7 separate regions of the Mus musculus genome follow, and all the other regions are linked to region 4. A link is a contact called in public Hi-C, HiCAR-type, HiChIP or PLAC-seq and promoter capture Hi-C data. All regions are on one chromosome and are shown on one strand. Each heading gives the region's core, a stretch centred on a gene start, on an enhancer-like site or on the middle of the called end of the contact. The rest is flanking DNA. Distances are from core to core; before and after follow the strand shown. Region 1 holds the start of Cbx1 (chromobox 1). Region 2 holds the start of Fam117a (family with sequence similarity 117, member A). Region 3 holds the start of Ppp1r9b (protein phosphatase 1, regulatory subunit 9B). Region 4 holds the start of 4833417C18Rik (RIKEN cDNA 4833417C18 gene). Region 5 holds the start of Kat7 (K(lysine) acetyltransferase 7). Region 6 holds the start of Copz2 (coatomer protein complex, subunit zeta 2). Region 7 overlaps Skap1 (src family associated phosphoprotein 1).

Region 1 (3,828 bases), core at 758-3,257, 930 kb before region 4:
AATTGAACTCAGGACCTTCGGAAGAGCGGTCAGTGCTCTTAACCGCTGAGCCATCTCTCCAACCCTCCTCTACTTTTCTTAACTGCTCAGAAAAATACCTAGAAGGGAAGGTTTAAATAATCTATCATAAAGCTATTGATAAAAAGTTGAACAAACAGAAACCAGAAATGATCTTTCACTGCCCAGATCTTAAGAAGCAAAGCCTCCTTCCTCCTAGGTCTTGAACTCCTGCTGCTCCAGGCTCCACCTCCCGAGTGCTGGCTGGGATTACAGGAGTGCATGCAGCAAGGCCTAACTGGGCTCTTTTCAACACACCACTTCCCAGATATGCCTAGAGAGCATCCAGGAAGTGTATAGGCACCAATTTCTTGATTGTAGCCATACATCTACCAGAAAACCTTAGGTCTTTTGAAACTATTCCAAAAAGCTGACATGATTCTTAACACAAAACTGGAGAGGTTACCCTATGTTCTAGCATAACTCATTTTTCAAAAAACCTTTTTATGGTATTGGAACATAACTCAGTGGTAGATAACTTACATGTGTGCAAGGTCCTCAGTACCACACACCGAAATGAGTTCTATATTTCTATACTGCTTTTTAAATAAAAATATTCTCGCTGCCGGTGGGCATGCACCTGCTTTCGAGGGTCCCTGCCATTTCCCTAATTTGTAGCTCAGAGGGCAATTCTGTGAAGTCTGCTCGCTCTTTCCACCTTTACCTGGATCCTGAGAGGTAAACTGAGGCCCCCAGGCTTACGCACAAAGAACAGATCTCTTTCATTGGATGAGTCTTGCCTTACACGTGTTCTTCCACAGCCTCCCAACTCACACTGAAGACCCATTACAAGGCACAAAGTGGCCTTTTCACCCTTTCTTGACTCCCCTGGTGGCCAGGCAAGGCTTTAAACTCCTGATCGTCCTGTTTCCGCTCCCAAGGGCTACATGAATGCCATCAAGCCCAGCCCGAATTTATAAGGTACAGAGGATTGAATTCAGGCCTGTGCAGTGGGCTAGGCAAACATTCTACCAACTAAGTTACATCCCCAGGGACCCTTTATTTTCTTCCACATTTGACCAGTCACTCTAGACTTCTACCCTACCTATCCCAGCAACTCCACTTTTAGACAAGGTCAAGAAAATGCCTGACCCCCCACCCCCACCCCTAGACGGATTCAACAAATCTCTTCCCCGCTAGCACACCGTGAGCTGCCCAAATCCTCCTGTTCAAGTTTATTGGAAGTTACTTCTTCTTAACTCTGGCAAGAGAAACTTCTCTGATAGTGGCAACTGGACCCAATATCCTCAGGTTACTTTTTCTCTCTTTCCTCCAAGTGCTACGGGGGTTGCTTGCGATTGCCACCGTGTCCGCTTTCTCAGGTTACATTTCTAAACCTCGAGAGTACGAAGTCGTGGTCCCTGCCACGCACACCCAAAAGCACCTGTCCCCCTTATGGACGTCCCAAAGTTTTCTTTCTCCCGCCCAACTCTAGAGTCCCTCACTCGGGTCAAACGCTCTTGGTCCAGTTCTTGAAAAGCTAACCCTCCGCTGGCTCCGCTCATCGCGAACCACTCGGCTCCCGGGCTCTGGATTCGCTGCCCCGCCCTCTCCACACTCCCGCAACCCGCGAGCTCTGCGCGGGAAGCGGACCCGGCGGGCGCTGGGCCGGGGCGCGCCCCCCATTCCTCGGTCTCCGCTCTTCCGTTAGCGGCCCGCGCTGGTCCGCGGCCTCCCGCCGTTGCCGCGTCCCCTCCCCCCACACACCCCGCCTCCAGCCCGCCTCTTCACCTCGTAGCAGCGCCCGAGAGTCCGAGAGGAATCGGTGCCGCGCTACTCGCGCGTTGCGTCGGGCGGTCCGAGGGGAGTAGCGCGCCCAGAGGAGCAAAGAGCCGTGTGGCCACAAGTCGACCGTCCCGCTGAAGCGGCGTACCGCAGGCCCCGCTAACGGCCCTCCCCTCAGCCGAACAAAAGAGCCTCTCACTCTGCGCGGCCCGCCGCCTGCACTGCGCAGACGCGACGACCCGCCGCAGGGCACCTTGGGATTAAGAGTCGGCCAGAAACTACAGATCCCAAAGTACCGCGCGAATCCCGCGCCGCCCACCTCCACTTTCAAGGATTGTAGGGAGTTTTCGTAGTTTTGTTTTCTTTTTTGACTGGAAAGGCGAAGTCGACTGTTACTTAGAACATAACTCTACAGTCTAGGAAATTGATGGGTAGTGGTGGGGTTTGTTTGTTTAATAACAGGATACGCAGCCCAGGTGGCTTCGAACTCGTGGCCTTTCTTTTTGCTTCAAATGTCAAAGTGCTGGATTCCAGGCGCGTGCTGGTATTCCTTACTCAGTCTACAAAAGTAGGACACTGCAGGTTTGGAAACTAGCCCGTTGATGTTTGGTCCGTTTGCGTTTAAAAGAAAAATATTGTATTCGTCACCTGAGATTTATCAAATCACCTTCAATAATGTCCAGCAATCTTACCTATTATTGCCACCTGACTGGGGTTCCTACCTCTCAGTTTGAATCACTGCTCCATTCAGAAAGCAGTAGATTAACCGTCTAGGTAGACACCATCGACACTTTCTGAATTTGCTTTTTTTCTTTCCCCTTCCTTCCCTCTCTATTCTTGTTTTATTTTTGGTTGTTGGTTCTGTTGAGTGGACAGGGTCTCAAGGAAGTCTGATCTACCTGTTTTCACTTCCCAAATGCCGAGTATTACAAACACAGACCACCACATTCAAAGTTTTCCCTTTATTGCCCTTGCCGGTGGGTGACTTTCATGGGGATTTCTCCATCTCTGTGAACATCCTTTATCAAGTTAGTCTAAAGAAACGGAATTAAGCAAAAACCACGGCTGGGCTGTCATTCTTTAACACGGGTGCTACTCTGATTCAGGTAGGTTGCTGCTAATTGTTGAACTAGGAACTCCAGTAAGGACAGACGCTTCATATGACTCATTGTGTCCACGACACTCAGGATCCTTGGTGTTTGTTTCTAGCAAGGACAAGGTCATTTTGGTTGTTTGTTTGTTTGGTTGGTTGGTTGGTTTGTTTTTGTTTGTTTTTTTGAGACAGGGTTTCTCTCAAAACTCAGTTTGTAGACCAGGCTGGCCTCAAACTCAGAAATCGGCCTGCCTCTGCCTCGAGTGCTGGGATTAAAGTTGTGCGCCACCACGCCCGGCCACAAGGTCACGTTTTGACTCTCAGTATTTATTGGTAAAAATTCCTTGAATATGTGATTAAGTGAATAACTGAGATGTCCAACTGATAATAGAACTGATCAAACTTTCCAAGGCCAGATTCAAGCCTCTTAATCCTAGTACCCGGGATTGAGACAGGAGGATTGCTGGGAGTTTAAGAGCACTTTAGCACTTAGGAGGCAGAGGCAGGAGAATTTCTGAGTTCAAGACCAGCCTGTTCTACAGAGTGAGTTCCAGGAGAGCCAGGGCTACACAGAGAAACCCTGTCTCAAACAAACAAACAAACACAACAGCAAACCCAAAAAAAAAAAAAAAAAAAAAAGCGCAGTTTAGACTATGTAGCCTAGGTTACAGAGTGAGAGCTTGTCTTAAAAAAAAAAACAAACAAACAAACCAAAAATCAAAAAAACCCCGAAACAGTGACAACTTTTCTGTTCAAAAAACTAAGACAAAAGAAAAAGAGGGTTAGTTTCACAATGTTATATAAAAATTAGTCAAAAGAGACCGATTCTTCCTGAAAAAATACTTGGGTCAAGCCTCCAAAACCAGGCGACAACCCACCCGTTCTGGATGCCTTTAAGCCATGTGAGGAGAAGGCAGAGAGAAGGAAAGAGGGGAACCAGGTGCAGCAACCAA
Region 2 (3,408 bases), core at 50-2,549, 520 kb after region 4:
CTTAGACTTAGGAAGTGTGCAATGATCCTTTCACATCTGGTGTGAATCAAACGCAAACTTCACTTTTAACTTACTGCCAACCTCCTCATGCAAGTAGGTTCCCTTTCCGTTCCAAAGGGCCTGCAATTGTGGGTCCCATCACAGCCTTAAGTGTGAAAGCAAGGTTAAATTTGCTCCACCCTAGTTTCCCCACACCCACCACATCAAGCTGCTATTAAGAAACTGCTTCGGCGCTGTTCAGAAAGTGGGGTATTTAACACAGCATACTTGATTGTAAGCACTCCACTGCCACGTTGGCTGGGAATGCTCAGGGCAAAACACCTTCGGAGGAGGCAAGAAGTAGGATGCAAACTGCCCAACTCCTGTACATAAGCACACACGCACAGAATAACTGGAAAGAGACAGCCATGTTAAGCAAGTCAGAGATATGGGAACATTCAACTTCGGGGCTACCCCGAGAGGAATGTAGAAAATCGGTAACAGAGGTATGTTTGCACCGAAGTAAAAGCCGTTAAACTAACTTATTCCAACGGGCTGAGTTCAAATCATCTCCTGGAAGAAGCATAATGTGAAAGCGCACGTGAAGTGGTGAAGAAAGGAACTCGAGAGCCATAGAGAGAGACGCTGGGGCCAAACTCAAGCAGGAGAAGTAACACATGGCTCCACCCGGCTCTCTTCCATGCCCCTCCCCCTCACTGAGCAGGCGTCCAGCGCCCACCGGTTCTGGCTCCCAGTGAAGCCCTCGACTCCGGACGCCCACAACACTCCTTGCACGCACTCTAGCACTTCTCACACCGCCCGGGCGGACACTTCGGACCACTTTTCGGTTACGCCCCCCCAAAGCTAGCTTCCATCTGCCAGGTCCCTCCCCTCTGGTCCCCGGCCCATGCACCCGGCACCCCGTCCCGGAGTTGCACCGCAGGTTCGCAGCTGCTCGCCTTCGCTCCCTCCGCCCTCGCGAACTCTGAGCGCCCCTTTTTCTCTTCTCTCACCTCCCATCTACTTCTAGTACTCTCCAGCCCGTCGCCCCAGCACCCGCTCCGGACCCGGCTCACCTGCGCGGCCACCCCCGTCCCGGCGCTGGTGAGGCTGCTGCAGCTGGAAGGGGACCGTAGCCCTGAGTGGCTGCAGACCGACCCGGGGGGAGCCAGCGGGCGCCGGTGGAGAGCAGCCCCGCCGGAGACCCCCCGCCCCTCCGCGCCCCGGCCCCCAGGAACCTCCGCCTCGGCCGCCCGCTGCGGCCCCGGACATGGCCCACCCGGCTACCTGCCGCCTCACCCCCACGGCGAGCCCCACACTGCCCCCAACCCCCGCGGCCGCTACTTATCTGCCCTACGGGCGCGGACCGGCCCCCTCGGCCCAGAGTTCTAATTGGCCTACAGAGTCCCAGGACCTCCCCCTCAACCAATCCATGGCGGGGCTCTTCTGTTTCCGAGGATGATTGGTCCATGTGCTCAGCCATCAAGTCAAGACCCCCACCCTCCTGATTTTCTTCTTTTCTTTTTTTTTTTTTTTTTTAATGTCCTTAAGGCTGCCGATTGGACCTTCCAGTAGAGGGCTGGTTCTTCAGCACTGCCAATGAGAAGGTTCAAAGGGGAGGATCGTCACACCCAGTCCCAGGTAGTATGCAAATATATGCCATGTGATGTCAGGCTGTGCAGGGGGCGGGGCTGGATGTGGACTGGAATCAAACACTACTGAAATCTTTAAAGGTGGTAGTGTCAAACTCTAAGCAGTTTCAATGGGACTGAGAATGCCTAACTTCAAAAGCCATTACATTTAGTTTAACTAAAAAACATTAGTTTTCAATTCTCATGAGATTTCACTGCAGCTGACAAACTCCAAACTGAGATTCGATAAATTTATAGAAGGTTTGCCTATCATTTGCATGAGCTTTGCATTAAATTCGTACATTTAATGGCTACCTCGCCTCACATGACACTCATTTGTCTTCTACGTTTCCAAGTCCCTTCCTGAAGCTGGTCCAATCTCAATAAAAACAGCTGTTAGTCTGTAAATTAACTTGAGCCTTTAAAAGGGAGCTGGGAATTTCCCTTCAGAACCATCCATTGTAAGTGTACCTAGCAAAACAAAGTAAATGATAAATCTGATCAAGTTTGATAGTGACTCCACTAGGAAATCTTTGTCTTTCCAGCTCAGTTGCTCTCTGACCTACAAGTCAAAGACCAGATGGTCCCCAAAGAGAATACTGGCAAGCTGTGAAAATTATATGCTATGTATATGTGAACACATTTTCGGAAAAAAGAAAAAGCAGTATTTAAGATACTATTAAAACAATGCATCTCAAAAAAAAAAAATCCATTACTCTTGCTACTTTGTTCTATATATGGAAAAGAAACAGAGCCAATTAACGCTGGACTGTCTGTGAGAAGGGACCATCCAAGTAATTGGATAATTCCCTCTAGATTTATATTTAGTTATGAATTCTAATTTTGACCTTGCTACCGATTTGTCTTTCTATTTCAGTCTCTACCGAGTTTAGTATTTTTTTTAAAGGTATTCCCTTGAAGCCACACTTACTAATCAGAGGAAAGGGAGTAAACTGGGTGTGCGTGCTGCGAGAGTACCTTGGGATCCAATACTGAAAGCAGATAACGCTCAGAGTGGGAATGCAACAGTTGGCTGAATATTAAAATCAGACCAGAACACAGAACATGGAGGCAAAGGAACATACTGTGAAAAGATTTTTCTCTGCAAAGACACTACTTTCATGTTTGAACGATTTGCTTCAAGCTCTGACATATAGATTGTTTGTGATGGAAGAAAATAGTACTCTTTTTTTTCCATGAGGACGACAGTCTTACTAAATGCCTGATAGGGATGAATAAGACCTGGTGGTTGGAATTAAAACTCAGCCATTCTCAGGCTAGCTCAGCTTTAAAAAGTACATCTGATGGCTGGGGATGGAGGTCAGTGGGCCAATACCTGCCTGGAATGCTCAAAGCTTTAGGTTTGATTCCGGCTATGGAGGGAAATGAGGGAAGCAGATTGAATTCTCAATTTCAATTAGCTCAACATTCTCATACACTTCAGATCTCTGCCTTTATCAAGGCGTATTCCACCCCTGGGTCTCACAGCCTCACTGAGAAAACCAACAGCAATAGCCCTAATATTCAATGAATCCCTTCCTGCATGCCAGATACATATCAAGTACTTTGCATACTATTTCATTCATCCATTATGACTGAAAGTGAGAGGTGGCTACTATGCCCTCTTTACTGAGTCTTTGGAAAGAAGCCCCATGCTCGGGGTTACCCTGGAGGCTGACTCCAGATCTGAGCCTTGCTTGATCTCTATGCTTATAAAACGTTTCATGAACTTTTTTCTACAATGACATGTATCTGGCTGGTGTGCCAACATCTGTCTAGTGCTTTGCAGCTTACACAT
Region 3 (3,412 bases), core at 690-3,189, 870 kb after region 4:
TAGGAACCTGAGGGCAGGTCGCAGCAGGCTACCTTCACAATCACAGACCTGAAAACCTTCCCACTCTGACAAACAGCTGGAAGTTCCCCCACGCCTCCCTCATTGTGGGAACTTCTGGGAACCCGGCTGGGTGGCAGGGGCTGACTCAGCCTGCCAAACACGGATGTCTGGGCGGGAGCGACCACACGCACGTGGCAAGGGCAGCTCGGGGGGCCCAAGGGGGGTCACTCACTTGGATCGGTGCGGTGCTGAAATGGATCTTCCGGCTCGGGGCCGGGTCCTCTTCCTCTGAGAGCCCGGGAATCTCCACACACCCTGACTCCGGCTCATAGGGGGGCTCCCCGTCCTCTTCGTCTTCTTCATCGTCCTCCTCCAGGGCACTGCCCCCAGAGTCCTCCCCGAGTCCACTGTAGGCGCTCACATCCACCAAGTCCGCTTCCGAGAAGTCCTCCTTCTTGGATTCATCCACCTCCTCAGGTGCCATGTCCGGGGCCCGGCCATTGTCCACCCCCCTCTCTAGCGTCGCCACTGACGCCGCCGCCTCCTCCTCGGGGACCGCTTCGGCCTTGGGTTCCTCGGGTGCAGGGCTGGCTGTGGTGGCCGGGGTGCTGCCATTCTCCAAGGCTGCATGGACCGTCACCTCGGCCTGGATCACTTCCCCGGGAGCCGACTCGGCCTCAGACTCCCCACTTTCTTCAACCTCCACCGGCTTGATCTTGCGCACCTCCCGCGGCTTAGGCGGAGGTCGGGCAGGGGCCACCCGGTGCTGTGGGGGCTGCTGCCCTCCGGGGCCACGCTCCTTCTCGGTCGCGCCATCCCCCGACGGGGCGGGAGGCGGCGGCGGTGGCTGGAACACCCGGGACCGCTTAGTGACCAGCTTCGAGTTGACCTGGGGCGCCCCGGCTGCCCGAGGGGGGCCGGGTGCACGGTGAAGGCCGGTCCTCGAGTCGGCTTTCTCGAAGACCGCACTGAGCTGGCTGACCGTCGGCGACACGGCGTCAGCATCCAGCTTGTCCAGCGCCTCGGTGCTGCCGTTAAAGCGCACCACGACGTCCAGCTTCCGGTCCTGCAGGCCGGCGCGCTCCTGCCTCAGCAGCCGCCGCGCCACGGCCTCCTTGTCGCCACCCGAGGCCGCGGGGACGCTCCGTTCGAACAGCTTCCGCGTCTCCTGCAGCCGGGACGGCGGGTGCGGCGGAGGAGCGGGCTGCGCCGAGGGCGCGGGCTTGGAGTCGAAGCGGCTCACGCGCTCCGACACACTGGTGCCCAGCTTGAGCAGGGCACTGTGGTCTACGTTCTCGTTCAGGCTGCTGGCCCGCGGCAGGGACAGGCGCACCCCGCGATCGGACGCCCGTGGGGCCTCGGCCATGCCTGCGCCTCCGCCTGCCTCACCCGGCGGCCCCGCGGTGGTGCCCATCTGCAGGAACATACTTTTGATGCGGTGGACGTTGGAGCCATATTTCTTATGGTGGGCCGCCTTGGGTGCCTCGTCGGGCCCGGGTGCATCGGGAGGCTTTAGTGCCTGGATGCCCGCTTCGTAGGCGCTGCGGTGCGGGGAGGCGCTCCGGAGGGGACCCCCGGGCCCCCGAGGCTCCGTCTTCATCATGGTTGGGGGAGCCGGGTTCGCATCCCCCTGCTCCCCGCTGCCCCCCTCCAGCAGGCGGCTGGCCAAGTCGGGACCACCGCCCCCTCCCCCCAAAGAAAGAAATCCCGAAAGGCCTTCTATAGAGTCCCCCAGAAACCAAGCTGCCAAAAAACAGTTAACCCTGCTTTAAAAAAAAAAAATCTCCGAGCGCCCTGTGTGGGTCGCCTCCCCCAACCAAGCTGCCAAAGACAGCCAGCCCCCTTCGAAAGCTCTAGCGGCCTGGTGCGGTCGCCCCCACCCAAATTGAAGAAGCGGAGGCTGGCTGGAGCTGCTGGGACCGCGCGCCCAGCCCGCGAAGCAGCGGCCACGGCACCGGCTCACATCCTCCGAGGCGGTGTCAGCGGCGCTGGCGGCGCAGGCGCCCCCTACTCCGGCCGGGGGCCTTGGCTCTCGGGGTGCCCGGCATCCCCGCGCCCGTGGCTGCTCCGCTGACCCGGGCCGCTCCGCCGCGCCTCCCTCCCTCCCTCCCTCCCCCCCGCGCCCCGAGCCTCGGTCTTTCTCTAGCTCTGCCCGAACCGCGGCTGCCGGAGACCGAGCGGCTGCCCTTCTCGCCGCCGCCGCTGGGGGACTGGTACCACTGGGTCCTAAAGGGATCGGATTTCCGGGGCCGGAGCCTGTGAGCCCTCCCCTTCCCTTCCACCCTGTCGCCTGGTCTCTCCTACTCATAGTTGGCGGACAGCCTTCCGCAGCTTCACCGACCTTGGCTATTCTTCTTCAGCCCTCCCATCCCAAACTCGGCTTTTCACAATCCACTTAGGCGTCCCCTCATTTAACCCTGGGGGCGGGGAGCCATCCAGCCACAGCAGGAACTGGCCTTCTCCTCCCACAAAGTGAAGGGGTTCTGTGGGGAGGGCCCTTAATCATTTCTCTAAAGGTCCTTAGAGTGTTCAGGGGTACCAGCAACAAAACTTTTGGGTGCTAGATCAAAGTACATAATTTCTAGCTCCTTCCCAAAGGTGAAGGGGAATCTCAGAGGCGGAACCTGGGATTCTTCATTTTAACAATTCCCCATAGGAATTTTTTTTTTTTCATCTTTCAGAATGTAAAACTTGGGCCCAGCAATCTTTGTGGTGCTCTGTCCGGAGGAGAAATGAAGAAAGGGACAGGGTTGGGGGTTACATCACCCATATGGCAGGAGATTACCAAAGATGCTTTTTTGCCTTGGGAAGTCTTAAAATGACGTTGTTCACCTACCCCTTTGGGGAGAGGTATAGAATCCTGGCCTTCATAACCTGCCAGAAAAGATCTCTGAAACAGGAAGGTTTGTAAGGTGTTGGGGGAGGTTGGAAGGAATGATTCTAGAGTCCCAGGGCTAAAGTTTCCCTATTGAGAGTTCTACGTTGGGTCTCAGACTTAGAGGATTCTGGTCACTTGTGTGCAAGCGTGTTTGTGTGTGTGTGTACCCTACAAATCCCACCTTGAAAACTCAGCTTCTTTAGAGCTCCTTCATTCCTCACATACACAACAAGGGGCCTTGTTATGCCCGTTATCCTTCCCCAATCTAGCAGTGAGGATCCGTCCAATATTCAGTCAGGTCTAGATGTGTAGCTCCTCCAGTCGTTGGTAGATTCCCAGGAACTGAACAGGGTGGACACTAGGACCCAGAAAACAACTCAGGCACAAAGCCTCCCCCCTCTCCCCAGCTGCTTCCTGCATCTCAGGCCTTCCTGCGGCCTCTGCCTCCTCCCCCGCCCTCTTCCCCTCCATCCTCTTCCTCCTCTTCCCGTTTTCTCACTCTCTCCGGTTGGCCTGGCCCAGCTCATAGAGGGA
Region 4 (3,843 bases), core at 276-2,775:
GAACTGGTGAGATCTCAGCCTATCAGTCTCAGGTCACAGGCCATTACCCACATCTGCTCCCAGCCTTCTGGGCAGAAGACACGTCATACATCTCTCTCACTAAACAGACATTCCTGTGTAGTTAACATTCCTGGTGTCCCTAGTGCTTATCTGAGCCTCGCACACAGGTTATTTCTTAAACTCTTGTAGAGGACTTATACAATAGCCATCATTATGGGGCCAAGCCTCACTATATTATAATAAACAATACATAGTCCAGAGCATCCTTGAAGCAGCCTCGAGGCACAGATGGATGTCCACTAGGGTAATGCTCCGAAGGTGAACTGCTGAGTCAAAGTGTTGACTGACCTGCAGAAACACATTTAGGGAAAATGAAAGACTAGACAGTGCAGAAGTGGGGATTTTGTTGTTGTTTTGCGGGATATGTGTGTGTGTGCGCGTGGTGTGTTGAATGGTGGGTGTCTGTTGTTAAAATTCTGACTGGGTTTTTCTAAGGATCGGCACACTAGAAGTTTCGGTAGTCCGGCCTTTTGAAGCGCGGGGGGAAGTGCTGAATTGGAAGCGCCAATCTCCCTACAGATAATTTGCATAGCGCGGAGCAGGGGCTGCGGCATCCACGTGCGGCGCACTCTCCAGCATCCCCGTCTGTACCCCAGGTTTCGTCCGGGGTTTGAACGGCTGTGCCACCACGTGCCAGTCCGCGTCCTTCCCCGCTGGGCCAAAGCGTCCTAGCCACAGCCCTCCTGATATAAACGCAGAAAACAAGTAGAAAGCCCAGGCTGCGTGCGCCGAACCTCCTGCCCGGAGTCCGGGACCGGAGCCGGCTTTCTCCGGACTTGGTCCGATCGGACGACCAGCCGCCCTCGAGACTTGGGGTCAAGAGCCGGGACCCTTGGAGGATCACCGGAAGAGGTGACAGACACCTCGGGGCCCATGAACGTTTGGAATTCGTAAGGACATGAGAATCTCGGTGGTTCCGTGTCTGCCCGCCATCGCGGCCACCGGCCACGGGCCCAAGCCAAGTGTAGCGAAGCTTAGAAAAGGTTGCCCAACGTCATGTGGCTTGAGAAGGCTGCCGGGCGCCTTAAGCCGCCAGCAGGTCCCATGGTGTAATGGTTAGCACTCTGGACTTTGAATCCAGCGATCCGAGTTCAAATCTCGGTGGGACCTCACTGAACCTTTTTTTGGCCTTAGAATCCCTGTTTTGGGGCCTGCAGGAAGTAGCAACCAACCCGAGCCTCCGCAGGGAATGCACTGACCTGTAGAATGGACGTTCAGCTTCCCTCCCTGTGTCTCAACACGATTACATTTCAGGAACAGCCTGGGCTGGGAGGCACTGCGCACGCGCGCCGAGTCGGGCGGAAAAATAAACGAGTTGATGGAAGACTGAACATAACTTTACCCAGGAGGGAAAACGAAAGAACCCGAAGGATCCCGAGGCTTTCCTGTCTGAGTACCGCTGCACACACCGCGCCTCGGAGTCCCCGCCCCCTACCCTCTGATTGGCTGCTGTGCAGAACGCGCGGTAGGATTGCTTTGTGAGCCGCGAATGAAGTGGCCGGACGGGGCCGGGGGGCGGGTAAGTGGTGCCAGGGGACCTCTGATTGGGTACAAGAGAGCGATTCCCCGAGGCTTGTGCGTTTAGGGGTCATAAACCCGTGTTTTGGTTCTGCATTGCTCACCCAGCGAGGTTGTGTTTCAATTAGACAACAGTCACTTAGTCAGGCTGGCAGGCGATCAGTACAGTTTCTCACCGTCCATGAGGTGTTTCTCCGAGAGAAGGGCAGGAATCGCTAAGGATTTCTTTAGCTGCATCGCGCCGCGGGTGGAAAATATGTACAGGGAGTATTGTATCTTCTTTGGATTAAGATCTGGGATTTGTGTTCGTCCCTGTGGGATAAATGACGAGGGAGCCTGCTGACGCATTATGGTCTCCCTACAGAGTGATTGGCACGGTGGCTATAGGTTCTCACCCTTGGGAGGATGCCATGGAAACCAAAAGGAGCCTCTCCCGACTCTCCGATTAATTCTCTAAGCATGCCTCTTGCAGACACAACCCACGCACTCTTTAAAACATCTGAATGGATCAGTTTGAATGAACCATCGCAACCTCAAAAAGATCAAGACGTGAGAGGAGGCACACTTGCGCTACCAGAAAATAAAGATGCTTGTTAACTGTACATTAAAGAAATTAAGATAATGTCTGGATGGATAAACATACCGATGGAACAGAATAGGGAAGCAAGATGCAGCCTCACCTTTATGCATAGTTTATAATAACAAAGGTGTCACAAATTTAAATAATAATAAAAGGTAGCACAACAGAGTTAGGGGAAAGGACCTACTTGACATCCTGCTGTGTGCTTGCTTATAGGGAAAGAATATGAAATCGGATTCTTGTTAACACTAAACACAGCAGAAAGTCCCAAGAGAATTGTTGACCTGAAAGTGACAGAAGCGGTGAGCTTGGCTGACGACATAGGGGAATGCCTACACCTCAGTTTAAACAAAGCCCGAATAAAACGCACAGACGAGGACTGTGCTACTCCAAGTACCATCAGAAGAGTGAAAATATCTGGGCCTGTTGCTCAATGGTGAACTGCAAGGCACTCAGGGCCTGGCATACTAAGAGAAAAGGTAAGCCACAGACTAGGGATATGCATGTGTAATGCATAAATAGCAAATAAATCTAAATAAATTCTCAAAGCCTGTAAGAAAACTGCCTGCCGAAAAATAGCAAAACCTGTGCTAGGGGCATAGCTCAGCAGGTAAAGAGCTTGCATGCAACCATGCTGGACCTGAGCTCCATCCACAGAACTCATGTCAGAGCTGGGCATGCTGGGGATTGTAGTCCTAATGCTGGGGAAGTGAAGGCAGAAGGGTCATTGGCCAGCCAATGAGAGAACCTGTCTTTAGAAAGAAAGAAAACACCTCACATTGACCCTGGCTTCCACATTCATACCAACATATGCACGCCTTTAATCCCAGCACTTGGAAGGCAGAGGCAGGCGGATTTCTGAGTTCGAGGCCAGCTTGGTCTACAGAGTGAGTTCCAAGACAGCTAGGGCTACACAGAGAAACCCTGTCTCGAAAAACCAAAAAAAAAAAAAAAAAAAAAAAAAGAGGAAAATAGCCTCAGACTTGAAAATAAGCTCACTATGTAGGATATCACTAAAGAGCTAAATCGGACAGGTCACACCCACCCGATGACAATGCTAAGTGTCTCCAAGAACATGGGATAAGGTGGGCAGGCAGGAGCATAGGTTAGCAGTAGAACACACATAGAGGTGAACACACACATGGGCCCTGGCCTGACACCTGCACATACATGGGTCCATTCACGTAGGCACAGATGTGTAAATAAGACAAAACCGACAGGTACTGCTCAGCATCATGGGACATCCCTGTATACCAATACCCGGTGTTGGAGTCGGGAAAAACCAAAACAACGCAAGCAGTCACAAAAGTCCAGCAAAGCAAGATCTTTATTGGAATTAGGCAACAAAAATCTGGCCAGTCAGGGACAGCAGCACATACTCAGACTGTCCAGGCTCAAAAAATAAGAGCCTTGGCTGTTCTTCCAGAGGACCTGGGTTTGATTCCCAGGACCTCCATGGTGCTCACAACTGTTCACAACTCCAGTTCCAGGGAACCAATGCTGTCTTCTCAGGCACTGCTTGCATACACATGGTAAACACACACACGCACACACACACACACACACACACACTCGCCAAAACACTCATACCCTTAAAAATAAGTCGCTCATTTGGTAGAGTGCTTGCTTAGCATGCAGAAAATCCCATGTTCATTCCCAGAGCATCTTTAGGAGGTGAAGGCAGG
Region 5 (3,990 bases), core at 1,152-3,651, 550 kb after region 4:
CCACTTAGTCAGCTGGTCATTAGCACAAACACTTTAAGATGAGAAACTTAGGTCAATTTAAAAACCCATCCAAGGGGGCTGGTGAGATGGCTCAGTGGGTAAGAGCACCCGACTGCTCTTCCGAAGGTCCAGAGTTCAAATCCCGGCAACCACATGGTGGCTCACAACCATCCGCAACAAGATCTGACTCCCTCTTCTGGAGTTGTCTGAAGACAGCTACAGTGTACTTACATATATTAGTAAATAAATCTTAAAAAAAAAAAACCCATCCAAGAGCAACACAGAGAGAAAAAAAAAAAGACAGAGCTGATCTGCATCTGACATCAAAGCCTTGTACTCAATTCTAGTGAAGCTGATAATGAGGAGTAGGGACTGTGTTCCTATTGGCTGGGAAATGGAGGGGGGACATATCTACCAACGTTTGAAAATATGCAGTAGTTTCTGAAAAATAATGTCACCATGTTTTATTACCTTACAAACAGTAAATCAGGAAAGTCTTTCTGAAGACAGAAAAGAAATTACAGGGGGTTGGAAGATGAATCCGGTCTAGGCTGACCTAGAACCATGTAGCTGAAAACCTTAAACTGAATCAAGCTTTTGATTCAAGGACTGGGAGTACAGATGTGTGTCACCACAAGCCAACTTAAAAGGATATTATTCAAATATAAGAGGCTGTTAGCACTAGTTAGGGAGTTAGAACATTCCAGAGTAGCCCCAGGAACATATCCTTACGTGAAAAGAACAGTGATAGAATGGATTAAACACGAGAGAGCTAAAATAATACAAAGGAAAATATCTGAGCCCTTTTCAAGCAAGTTTTTATGTGCAAATCAACTCACAAAGATTGTTAAAAGGTATTTATACTAAGTACTAAAAGCAAAATACCGAATGCTAATGGCGTCAACAATGGCTTAAGCTATTCCCCACCCCCAGCCCCAGGGAATGTGGGCTAAGGGTCTGGAATTTTTTTAACTCCGAAGAGTCCTCTGTTTAGCATGTCAATCAGGTTTGTATTCTGTTCTTAAAGCCTCTCTCCAGGTTAGCCAGCCTCAAATGGAAATTCTGATAGGGGCCTGTGGGGGTTCAGGGGATAAAAGCACTTGCTCTTTCAGCAAGCTGGATGACCCGAGTTTGATCCCAGAGACACCACAAAGGTGGAAGTTAGGAATCTATTCCCCAAAGTTGTCCTCTGAGCACTCACCTGGTCATGAGTGCGTGCTCAGCTCACACACACACACACACACAAATCTGGAACCAGAATTCTATCTTGGTAATTACTGAGGTTGCTTTGATTCCAGCAAGTCACTCTTGGTTCACCTTGGTTCTTTCAAGTCCTCTGAGGCTAAAACTTCAAGGCCTACAAACCACTTTCCAGACTTTTCTTTTTCGAGACAGGATCTAGCCTGGAACTGGCCATGTAGACCAGGCTGGCCGTAAGCTCATGATTTGGATCTGCCTGCTTCAAAAAGCATGCACCCCCACCCCCACCCCCCCACCTGGTTCCAGACTTTTCGTATAGCTCTTTCTTCTAGTCTTAATTTCTTCTTCTTATGGCCTTTTATTATTACTTGAATACCCACTCCCTTTCTAGTGTCTTTCAAAATACTATTTCTCTCTCCACTCAGTTCTTGGCTCTTGCATTTGTGCTACAGAGGTCACACGGGCTGAATGAGGTTCAACACTTCTCCGACTTTTGGTACAGCACCCTCACATTCAAACCACGTCCTCCGCCCCTCTCCGGGCCACCCAAAGATCTCAAACCAAAGCAGAGCACTGATAAGCCGGGGGCGTTTCACAACAGAGATAAACTGGAAATTCTTTGGCGCTCCGGCATCCTGAGAATGGCTCTGCATCATCTCATAACTTACTTCTTGTTCTCTTAACGCAAGGACAAGGCATAAAGAGAACACTCTACCCCACTTCAAGACCGACAACGACCCTGTCAATCCTTTATTCAAGCCCCATTCACACCACTCCGGAACACGGAATAGCTCTTACAGCAGTTCCTTGGGCAAAATATCTCTTGCCAGTTCGGAGTTTACAGAATGAACGGAAACGTCCTTCGGCCGACTAGGAAATGAAAGAGTTAAAGATCGACAACCTGATGGATTCTGGGGTTTTCCTCCCTCCACGCCACAAATTAAAACGACGAGGAAGGAAGAGTTTGCCCAATGTAAAGATGAAAACGGTTACCTTCAACTGCCAGACTTCTGCCCCAAACAATCATGGCTACCTAATCCCACACGAATGCCGCCTACCTAACTAAAAAGGTCTAGCCGAAGGTTTCACCACTGGTGCCGTCTCCTGCCCAATTCCAAAATGGCGCTGACTGGCCTCACTAAGAGTTTCGAGCTTCCCATGATCCTCACTGGCCTAAAGGTCAGGTGACGCAAGCCTCAGCCGGAAGTTAAGGAATAGGCGCTTCCAGCCCGCGGCGCTTGCGCAGAAGGCTCTAGACGCTGAGAGGTAGGAGGCACTTGGGATCGTCCGCAGGGTTTGGGACAGCTACAGAGGCCGCCACGGAGCCCGCCGGAGCCCCCGTTCCTGCTGGTGCTGCCGCCGCCCGAATCGGAACCGTCGGGCTGCAGCCGCCGGCAATGCCGCGAAGGAAGGTGAGAAATGGCAGAGAAGGGATGGCGGGTTTCTAAGGGGAGTCGATTGAGTAACGTGACGCGGTTGGCCACGCCTCGTCGTGCTTGGGTTCCAACTTTCTGGTCCCCCGAACCTAGCCTAGCTACTCTGTCTCCTCTCGGTACCAGACAGAAAAATGTGGGCCCGACCCTGGCCTCGGCCTATGCCTGTAACTATTCCCGCCCTCTGCTTGCCCGGATCGGAGGCGTTCTTGTTAATTGGTCGCGGAAATGTCTAGAAGCGTATTGATTGGATGGTGACGCCGCCTGTTTGGGCCCAACGGTCACCTCCCCGCGTGCGTGGGCGGTGTCTCGGTCTGGCCCCGGTGCTCTCCGACTGGCTGTGGCGAATGCTCTCCCTTCTCTTTATTGGCCCAGCTTTGCAGTCTGTTCTTGTGGCGGGTGCGGCTTAGCAAGGCCTGGATTGGGGCGACCAACGCCCCGCCCTTCCGGATAGAGATGGCGATAGGTGTTGTAAAGGCGAGTTGGGAAGACCACTTTCCTTTCCTGGTGGGGGGATTACAACAAAGCCGAGGATGGGTGGTTAGAAAGCCAGCGCCCACCCCCAAGGGATAGCTCGCAGGCCTGTTGCGTCTCAGTCACCGTCTTCCACCTATTTGTTCAGTTTGACATTTCCTGGTCAGTAAATGTTTGTTGAACTGTATGACATTTGCCCCATATGTTCAGTCGTAAAATGCAAAGAGCAGTGTTACGTGCTAGTTGCTAGGAATTCGAAAAGTATGCGTGATCACTGGCTTAAAGGGTTATCGCTGTTGAGAGAAGAACACAAAGAACCATAGTTCATACAGTCTCTGCTTGAAATTGTATACACTGTAAGAAAGCCGTTAACGTGGGAAATAAGTAAAGAGCTGATTTTCAGGGTTAAGCCAGGCAGAATTGATAGGTCATGGACGGGTGTCAGGGTCTTTGGCTGAGATGACCCTAAAGTTTGCCTTTTAGTGACATTCTGTGCCTCTATTTACTTGTGGTCAGATTTTTGAATGAAATATTTGGATGGATAGACGGTTGGTATTCATATTTCTGCAGAGATCACTCTTCATGGAAGCTTTCCAAGTTAAATATTTACATTAATGTCTCTTGCAATGACCAGAGTTGACAGGTAGTATTTTTTTAAAAGATTAATTTATGTATTTTATGTATGTGAGTACACTGTAGCTGTACAGATGGTTGTGAGCCTTCATGTGGTTGTTGGGAATTGAATTTTTAGGACCTCTGCTCACTCAGGCCCAAAGATTTATTTATTATTATACATGAGTACATTGTAGCTGAGTTTAGACGCACCAGAAGAGGGCACAGGTGTTTGTGAGCCACCATGTGGTTGCTGGGATTTGAACTCAGA
Region 6 (3,970 bases), core at 1,243-3,742, 990 kb before region 4:
GCTGGTTGTGGTGGCATCTGTCAACACCAGCACTCAGGAAGCAGAGGCAGGCTACTCTCTGAGTTCCAGGTCGACAGACTGAGTTCCAGGATGGCCAAGGTGACACAGAGAAACCCTGTCTCAAAAACCACACACACACACATACACACACACACCCCAAACAAACAAACAAACAAACAAACAAAAAACTAGGGGATGGTGTTCCACACTTGCCAGTGATTTCAGCACTCAAGAGGCAGAAGCAGGAAAAACAGGACCTGGTCCACAACAAAACAAAACACAACACAAATCAAAACTTAAGTAGTACTAAATTTCTGTTACAGTTAATTACATTGATGGCAGGAATTTTGTTTATTTATTTATTTATTTTTTAAAAAGATTTATTTATTATTATACATAAGTGCACTGTAGCTGATTTCAGATGCAACAGAAGAGGACATCAGATCTCATTAGTGGTAGTTGTGAGCCACCATGTGTTTTTTGGGATTTGAACTCAGGACCTTTGGAAGAGCAGTCAGTGCTCTTACCAGCTGAGCCATCTCGCCAGCCCTTGTTTGTTTATTTATTTATTTATTTATTTACTATTGAGTTTTTGCATTTGTTTTTGAAACAGGTCTTATTATGTATCCCAGGCTGGCCTCAAACTCACAGAGATTCACCTGCCTCTGTCTCCCGAATGCTGGAATTCAAAGCAAGCACCATTGCCTGGCCTTCAAGGTAGCAGAATTTTAGGGCATTTTTCTTCCTTTCTATAGTCTTTTCTTTTTCTTTTTTTTAACATTTATTTATTTATTTATTTATTTATTTATTTATTTATTTAGTGTGTGTGTGTTTTGTAGAGGGACAAGAATAGAGGTCAGAGGACAACCTGAGGAATTTGCTCCTCTTTCAACTATGTGAACTCAGGACCCAACTCAAGCTGTCAGGCTGCTTGGCAGCCTTACCCACTGAGCCATCTGATCTACCCTGAAACTTAGCTTTAAATGTAGTTTTAGCTCATCTCACCCAGGCCATGTAGAATGGATACCGGATAACTGAATGGGAGTTCGAGGAAAACTACCTGAGCCTCACATCTAAATCCTGAGTCCTGGTGGCAATCGTGAGACTAACCCTGTGACCTTAGGCAACTTACTTAGCGTCACTAGACTTCATTGTCTACATCTGTGAAGTGAAAGAGGGAGACTAGATGGTCTCCCCAATCGCACCTGATTCTACTACATTATTATGCTAAGTCCTTCGTGTTTACCTAGCTGAAATACACATAGGCGACTTTGTCTACTCGGATTAGGAACTCAGATCCCTAGGACGCAGGCTCAACTATCCACTGATCCCTTTGGTGGAGCGTCCCACGCCAAGGATGCAGCTGGCCAGGACAAGGACAAGGAGAAGACTCGCCAGGGAACATGAGAAAGAAACCGAAGGGATCCCCACTCACGCACCCAGCCCCTCGCTGTTAGACTGATAAAGCATAGTGTGGACAAAGTGACCTCTAGAGAATCTAAGCTGGGCTGTTCTGCCACCCAAAATGCAGAGTTTCTCCTATAGGTGGAGTTAAAAGGGCTGGGTGGGGACCGCTTGTCTTGGACATATGGCACTGTCTTCGAGGTTCCAGCGGGGAGGGGTTACCTTGGCCAGCAGCCTTCGCCCGTCATTATCTAAGATGAAGACAGCCTTGATGGTGTAGAGAGAAGGTTCCTGAAAGTGACAAGGGAAAGGAACCCCTGACTCAAAGTGGACACCGAGTCAGGGCTCTATGGAGCCAGCTAATCCCCAACCCATAGCTGGTTCCAGCCCAACCCCGTGCCACATGGACCATTTCCGGTGCCCACTCCACTCCCAGACAGATGTTTCACTGCAGGTCCGAGGAGTGGGCGCTGAGTCCGCTGGGTGCAGAAGGTCCTACCGGGCCCAAGTTCTGTCATGCACTGACTGCTCCAGAGCCCGAGTCGGAGTGTATCACAGAACCTAGGCCCGGGGAACAGCGGCGACGAGCCTCCTTATGTCCAGCTGACCCCCAGTTCCAGATGCGCGCGGCCATCATTCTGGAGCAAGGGAACCCAACCAGACCACCTCGCCACTCCCACTCCTCCCTCGTCCCGCCAGAATCTCGCTTCCATCCCGGCCACCCAAGTCGGTTATAACTGCGGCGAGTTCCCCAGAACTTCAGCCCCTCCTGCGACACTCCACTCAGGCAAGGCCTCCTCGCCCGTGCGCTCCAGGACAAACTTTTTCTCCCCTTCCTGGGCCCGGGCTCCCTCTCCGGGGCTGGGCAGTGGTGGCACAAAGTTCCCAGCTTAGAAGCCCGAGGTAAATCAGTTGCCCCCGACCACCGATCCTGCTGCCCCTGGACCCCACACTCCGTGCTCCCTACCCGCTGTTCCGTGGCTCGGGTGGGCGGCGCTGCGCCCCCGGCTTGGGCGGCTGAGGCCCCCTCCCCCGGGTGCGGACGTGGCCAGGCCTCCGGCCGCTGCATTCCGCTCGCTGCCTGCACTGACAGCGCCGCCCCGCCCCGTGCCCGCCCCCCGCGACGCCGCCCCTCCGCCCAGTCCTGCGTGGCTGGCCTCTGTGTGCGTCCTCTCTCTCTGGGCGAGCTTTCTGCCCGACCCCCACGTCGTTGCAGAACCTCGTCTCCCTACTTGGATTCTTCCCTCTGGGCTCCTCTGTGCACCTCCCAGTCTTTCAGGTGAACCAGAGCCTACTCTTTTCTTCCCACTTACTGCCTCTTCTGGCCTAGGGCGCCTGTGGCTTTGGTGCACAGAGGTCTCCATGTGGCTGTTCTGGGACAGCCCAAATTTCAGTTTAGGTTCACTTTGTCCTCAGGACCTCCTAGTAGGTATCATTGGAACAAATAGTTCAAGTCACTTTTTTAAAAAAGAACTCTCTCTCTCTCTCTCTTTTTTTTTTTTTTTTGGTTTTTCGAGTCAAGGTTTCTCTATACAGCCCTGGCTGTCCTGGAACTCACTTTGTAGACCAAGCTGGCCTCGAACTCAGAAATCCGCCTCCCTCTGCCTCCCGAGTGCTGAAGAACTCTCTTTTTTTTAATTTTTGAGATTTTTTTTTTTTTTTTAATGTGAGTACACTGTCGCTGTCTTCAGACACACCAGAAGAGGGCATCAGATCCCATTATAGATAGTTGTGAGCCACCATGTGGTTGCTGGGAATAGAATTCAGGACCTCTGGAAGAGCAGCCAGGGCTCTTAACCACTGAGCCATCTCTCCAGCTCCTCAAGTCACCTTTTTGATCTCAAGACAGAGCCTGTCAGTGAGACCTCTCCACTCGGAAGAGTTCCCCGCTTCCCCTCATAGTACCTGGGGAAAAGAACCATGGGCTGAAGGACACCTCCGCCAGACATTTTTCAAGACCCAGAGGTGGATGAAGCCAGTAGGGTCACAACACACCTGAAGTCCAGCTTGAGCCTGTGGACTAACCCGGCCAGAGTATGACCACATACAGTGAGGTAGTTACTGGTGCTTGGGCAGCCAGCCATTCACAACACTGACAGATGTGTCTTATACTCGAGCCAGCGCTCTCATTGTATGTCAGAAGTCACCGTGCCTAGGGAGGTGTTTTCAGACATACCCATTGAGAGGAGTCAGACTTCGTGTGACCTTTTCAAGCTGGTTGGGCTAATTAGTTGGGTAGGAGGGTTCCACGGGTTTTCCCATTCTGCCCTTGACAGCCTCAGTGTAGAACATCACAGTCGCTCACACCAGACTTCCTTCTGCTTAAGACTTCTCTTTCCAACTTTCACCTTTTTTTGTTTTTTAACAATTACTCTTACTGATCCTTTTGTTTACGCTTTTATTTTACTTAGTAATTATTGATGAGGGGAGGGTGTGACACAGGGCTCACGTGGCGATCAGAGGACAGCTTAAAGGAGTCACTTCTCTCCATCTACCGTCTAGGTCCTGTGAGTTGGATTTACATTGTCTGGCTTGATGGCAAGTGCGTTTATCTACCGAGTGATCT
Region 7 (3,935 bases), core at 1,383-3,882, 880 kb before region 4:
TTTCTACCTGACTCTGGGGTGTGTGCGTGTGTGTGTGTGTGTGTGTGTGTGTGTGTGTGTGTGTGTGTATGTGTGTGTGTGTGTGTGTTGAAAGTGAAAGAGCCTGTCTAGGACAACAGTTTAGAAATAAGGAGATTAAAGAGAAAACTGCAGTTGTATCCTCTCTCTCTTAAAGGGTTTTTATAAGAAAGAGACAGGATCCAAGGGGCCAGGGCTGTCGTGCAGTCGGCCCCTTGCTCGCAGGCCTACGTGCATGCACGTGCACACAAACAGAGGCACACAAACATGGGCTCACAGGCCTATGTGCATGCACGTGCACACAAACAAGCAGCCTCTCCCTTTTGTCCTCTCCTGGAATGGGTATCCCCTCATTTATAAAAATTACCTGCAAGGAATGAGGCTGCCAGGGTTTGTTCTAGACGATTGGTTCCTGTCTGGGGGAAAGGAATGGCCTCCACTGAATTTGACCGGTGTATGACCGTTGCCTTCCAGCTGACCCCAAATCCCATTCGCATCCCCCTAACTCCTGCTTCCCAAAGGGGTTATTAATGAGAGAAAATACCACCACCATCATCATCTTCGTCATCACAGCACGGTGTTGACCTGCTTGTTAACATGCAATGGGGTGGCGGGGACACCTTCTGCGTTTCCCCCATGCCATTATAAATAAGAAAAGATAGCTTCTGATGGTCTACCCCTGCCTACCCCTTTGGTTAGGTCAGAGGTGAATAATAGTTCTTTGACAGGCATTGATCAGTTTCATCACACTGTTTGGGCAGTCTGTGCCCCAGGCCTATATTTCCCCACTTACGACTCCCAAATTACCTCCCAAATAACCTTAGCCCATCCCCCCACCCCCACTCAGTCAAGCTGGGGGTACGACGCCTGAGGAAGTCCTAAATGGACACTAGATGTCACCAAACACCTCCTTTCCCTCAGAGCCCTGAAATTAAAAATAAATAAATAAATAAATAAATCCTTCCTTTAAAGCAATCGAAGGGATTAACTTAGGGGTTTTTATGAGCGGTGTTGTCACATTCAACTAAACACACCTAAAAGAGGAAATATCATTGCACGTTCTCTTTCTCTCTCAAATAATATACAGATTTTTTTTTTTTTAAAGAAAGGAAGGAAGGAACAGCCCAAGGGAAGAGAACGGTCTATATTCTTAAGTAGTCCTTTAAGGAGGTAAGGGGGAAGAAACCCCTGGGTTTTTTAAGTCCCCTTACAACAGGCATTATGTTAACACAGCCCAGGTATGCCCGGCCAGGCCTGCTACATTTAGGCAGCGGGAGCCAGAGACAGCTGTTCCATCCCAGGTAACAGAATCTATCCTAGTTCATAGAAAGTCCATCTACCCACATGAAGAGCCTCATGATACACTGTTTCCACCAGCTAAGATGTCAGCCCAAAGACGGGCACTGCAGAGCCCTGAAAAGACCTTCCTGTCCTGGCTAAGCCATCACGTATCAACCCTAAGGAATGCCCAACTTGTTGCTCCAATGCTGATTCCCAAAGAAATAAGGCCTTAGAGCCTTATCAGTGAAGGACACAACCCAAGCTTCAGAGATGCATCCTTCTGGCTCAGTTTACCTCCACAGGAGGCAAGGGGTATGTGGCTCTTCTAGTTTCCAGTTAACTGTGTTTTTCCTTTCGGTTTTTGAGACAGTCTCAATATATGTCCCTGGCCGGCTCAGAACTTGCTATGTACACCAGGCTGCTTTGGACTCAACAGAGAGATCTACCTGCTTCTGCCTCAGTCTGCAGGGATTAAAGGTGTGAGCCTCTACACCCTACAAAGTTTCTCCTTTTTATTTGCTGGGCCGCTCATGTTACTGCCATAAATCAGTTCTAGAACTGATCTGTTTCCCATTGGCCATTCAGTGATGTGGTATCTCAGACAGCAGAAGCACCTATGCTATTTAGAAGGAATGTTTTCTAAGGGAAAACCTTGCTGGCTGGAAGTCAGGCCACTTCCCTGACAGGAAACTTGTGACTTCTCTAATCCAAACAGAGGCATCTTACTTATCCTTTAAGAGGCCGGAGAGTGGATTCCAGAGGGCCCTTGCAGCCCTCACATACAAGGAGCTAAGCCAGGACACCATGTCCTCGCCCCGAGAGTGATTCAGCACCTGCCCTGTCATGCATGGTGCTCAGACAGAATGGATTTTTGGAGTACACCTGTTGTTGAACCCCTGCCAGGTACTGATGGTCACTAACCCCCAAATCACTTTCCCCCCTGCTGTTGATGCTTGGAATGTCGGACAGGACCGAGCGGCAGCCGGTGTGTATTTCAAACACAGCAGATGGATTTTTATATTAGCTCCTATTTCATGTTCAGGCAGAGCGACCGCCACACTAAAACCACACAGCCTCAGTGCCGCCGAGTTTGCTTCTGTGAGATTAATTCTGTGAAATTAATTGGGACAAGATTGAAAAGGAAATTAAAATGCAGCCGAGTGAACAGGCCTCTCAAACACCTTTTCTCTTCTCTGTTCAAACTCGAATTCTGCGGTGGTCGCCGGCATCGTGGGAAGTAATTTACGAGGGGCAGGCTCTCAGGAGTGATCCGTTACGTATGAGGAGACCTGCACCAGCGCCACAATCTGGAGCCACTGAAAAGCGCTAAACCGCCCTGCTGTGTCTGGCGCTGTGTCCTGGCTCCTCCAGGGGGAGGAAGAGAGGCTCTTACCAGCAAAAGCCGCTCAGAAATCTCTGGGCCCAAAAGGAGTGCAGGAACATCCGCTGGATGTTCACATCCGCTTCGTTATTAAAATCTTTCTCTAATATATTTTAAGATCCAAATTAGAAGTCAGCGAGTTAAGTGGGCATGAAGCGGCATGGGGCCTCGGAATGTTTGGATGTGCTGAGGGGCGGTCCGCGGGAGGGCTCTCTGCTGCTGTGTCCTTGTTACTGCTCCTGAGATGGGTACTTGGCTCAGGCCTCTTCTGGAAGAGAGCTTTGGAGACTTTCTGGTGTCAGTGATGATATTTCTAAACCACAAAGACACAGTGGATTTCCACATAGGCCTCTTCACTGGGTAGTGAGTGTTCTTACCTACGTGAGAGAACTTTATTTTGTGTCTCAACCGATGGAGCTTCTGAGAAGTTCTTGGTGTATGACCATTTTTCTCATTACATATATATATATATATATATATATATATATATATATATCCAAAAGGAATTAAATTTGTTTATATGTGTGTGCGTGCGTGTGAGTGCCACAGCTTGTGCATGCGCATGTGCCAACAGGCAAGCATGTGTCGCTCAGGGGACAACTTCTGGGAGTTGATTCTTTCTTCCTGTCATGTGGGTCCCAGGGATGGAACTCAAGGGGCAGGCGTGGTGGCAGGCATCTTCAACCACAGAGCCATCTTGCTGGCCCTCATTTTGCTCTACTGTATCAATGATTTAATGAAATCATAAGGAAATGCCCAACACAAAGGGTCCTTTTGGTGTAGTGTTAGTGGATGGGAAGGAAGAATATAGGAGTTGTCATTACTTAAGGGGTAAATATGCCTTAACATACATTCTCTGACCACAACCCTATGAATGGAAACTATCCTACTTTTTACAGATAAGGACATTAAAGCCTAGAATGTTTAAGTGACTTTTTTCTTTTTTGTTTTTTTTTTTTTTCGAGACAGGGTTTCTCTGTATAGCCCTGGCTGTCCTGGAACTCACTCTGTAGACCAGGCTGGCCTCGAACTCAGAAATTCACCTGCCTCTGCCTCCCAAGTGCTGGCATTAAAGGTGTGTGCCACCATGCCCGGCTTTTTTTTTTTTTTCAAGGTTACACAAATAACCTACCTGAGTATAGGACAAGTGGTAGGCTGTTTGGATAACTATGAAGTACATTTCTTTATCTATCTATCTATCTATCTATCTATCTATCTATCTATCTATCATGTACTATATTTATGTATGTATGTA

What was found. Promoter capture Hi-C pulls out the DNA fragments that hold promoters and counts their contacts. Hi-C and Micro-C count contacts between places; a contact is called where the count stands out from the background. HiCAR-type assays count read pairs that join an accessible place to other places. HiChIP or PLAC-seq counts read pairs in DNA pulled down with a chosen protein or histone mark.
Region 1: a HiCAR-type map of astrocytes shows a contact between it and region 4, with 4 times the contacts expected there. The contact joins the promoter of Cbx1 here to the promoter of 4833417C18Rik in region 4. A contact is called at or near these places in 1 of 39 promoter capture datasets (hippocampal neurons) and 4 of 115 datasets of contacts at active chromatin or transcription factors (astrocytes, bone marrow-derived macrophages, embryonic hindbrain and 1 more).
Region 2: a contact with region 4 is called in a promoter capture Hi-C map of pre-B cells, with 2.5 times the contacts expected there. The contact joins the promoter of Fam117a here to the promoter of 4833417C18Rik in region 4. A contact is called at or near these places in 1 of 39 promoter capture datasets (pre-B cells), 1 of 484 Hi-C or Micro-C datasets (embryonic stem cells) and 2 of 9 other capture datasets (adipose tissue and liver).
Region 3: an H3K4me3 HiChIP or PLAC-seq map of bone marrow-derived macrophages shows a contact between it and region 4, with 5 times the contacts expected there. The contact joins the promoter of Ppp1r9b here to the promoter of 4833417C18Rik in region 4. A contact is called at or near these places in 3 of 39 promoter capture datasets (liver and pre-B cells) and 2 of 115 datasets of contacts at active chromatin or transcription factors (bone marrow-derived dendritic cells and bone marrow-derived macrophages).
Region 5: a Hi-C map of forebrain shows a contact between it and region 4, with 5 times the contacts expected there. The contact joins the promoter of Kat7 here to the promoter of 4833417C18Rik in region 4. A contact is called at or near these places in 2 of 484 Hi-C or Micro-C datasets (forebrain and uterus), 2 of 115 datasets of contacts at active chromatin or transcription factors (embryonic stem cells and pancreatic cancer cells) and 3 of 9 other capture datasets (adipose tissue, liver and pancreatic islet).
Region 6: an H3K4me3 HiChIP or PLAC-seq map of forebrain shows a contact between it and region 4, with 5 times the contacts expected there. The contact joins the promoter of Copz2 here to the promoter of 4833417C18Rik in region 4. A contact is called at or near these places in 5 of 39 promoter capture datasets (cranial neural crest, hippocampal neurons, liver and 1 more) and 5 of 115 datasets of contacts at active chromatin or transcription factors (the NIH/3T3 cell line, embryonic forebrain, forebrain and 2 more).
Region 7: a contact with region 4 is called in a promoter capture Hi-C map of hippocampal neurons, with 4 times the contacts expected there. The contact joins the enhancer-like site here to the promoter of 4833417C18Rik in region 4. A contact is called at or near these places in 3 of 39 promoter capture datasets (hippocampal neurons and liver) and 2 of 115 datasets of contacts at active chromatin or transcription factors (astrocytes and embryonic forebrain).

What each region holds. Positions count from the first base shown.
Region 1 is chr11:96,787,314-96,791,141 of GRCm38.p6, reverse strand. Cbx1 (chromobox 1) reads right to left here and starts at 2,007. Exons shown (of 5, transcript NM_001362560.1): 1 at 1,789-2,007.
Region 2 is chr11:95,334,909-95,338,316 of GRCm38.p6, reverse strand. It overlaps Fam117a (family with sequence similarity 117, member A), which reads right to left and starts at 1,299. Exons shown (of 8, transcript NM_172543.4): 1 at 1,056-1,299. The coding sequence starts at 1,251.
Region 3 is chr11:94,989,739-94,993,150 of GRCm38.p6, reverse strand. It overlaps Ppp1r9b (protein phosphatase 1, regulatory subunit 9B), which reads right to left and starts at 1,939. Exons shown (of 10, transcript NM_172261.3): 1 at 233-1,939. The coding sequence starts at 1,603.
Region 4 is chr11:95,856,499-95,860,341 of GRCm38.p6, reverse strand. It overlaps 4833417C18Rik (RIKEN cDNA 4833417C18 gene), which reads right to left and starts at 1,525. Exons shown (of 2, transcript NR_045187.1): 1 at 1,260-1,525; 2 at 1-348. It overlaps Gm38959 (a long non-coding RNA gene), which reads left to right and starts at 1,891. Exons shown (of 3, transcript XR_880173.3): 1 at 1,891-2,637. n-TQttg6 (a tRNA gene) reads left to right here and starts at 1,099; the gene lies at 1,099-1,170.
Region 5 is chr11:95,308,657-95,312,646 of GRCm38.p6, reverse strand. It overlaps Kat7 (K(lysine) acetyltransferase 7), which reads left to right and starts at 2,401. Exons shown (of 15, transcript NM_001195003.1): 1 at 2,401-2,612. The coding sequence starts at 2,598. Gm11520 (predicted gene 11520) reads right to left here and starts at 2,231. Exons shown (of 3, transcript NR_155298.1): 1 at 2,194-2,231.
Region 6 is chr11:96,848,398-96,852,367 of GRCm38.p6, reverse strand. It overlaps Copz2 (coatomer protein complex, subunit zeta 2), which reads right to left and starts at 2,492. Exons shown (of 9, transcript NM_019877.2): 1 at 2,372-2,492; 2 at 1,627-1,695. The coding sequence starts at 2,473. Mir152 (microRNA 152) reads right to left here and starts at 1,975; the gene lies at 1,903-1,975.
Region 7 is chr11:96,734,813-96,738,747 of GRCm38.p6, reverse strand. All of the region lies in intron 10 of Skap1 (src family associated phosphoprotein 1), which reads right to left. Among named protein-coding and RNA genes, the nearest start is that of Snx11, 41 kb to the left of the region's middle. Within about 2 kb of position 2,632, at least 24 of the 459 cell types and tissues checked have an H3K27ac peak or open chromatin away from gene starts, as enhancers often do. A contact at or near this core is called in hippocampal neurons, where this site is marked.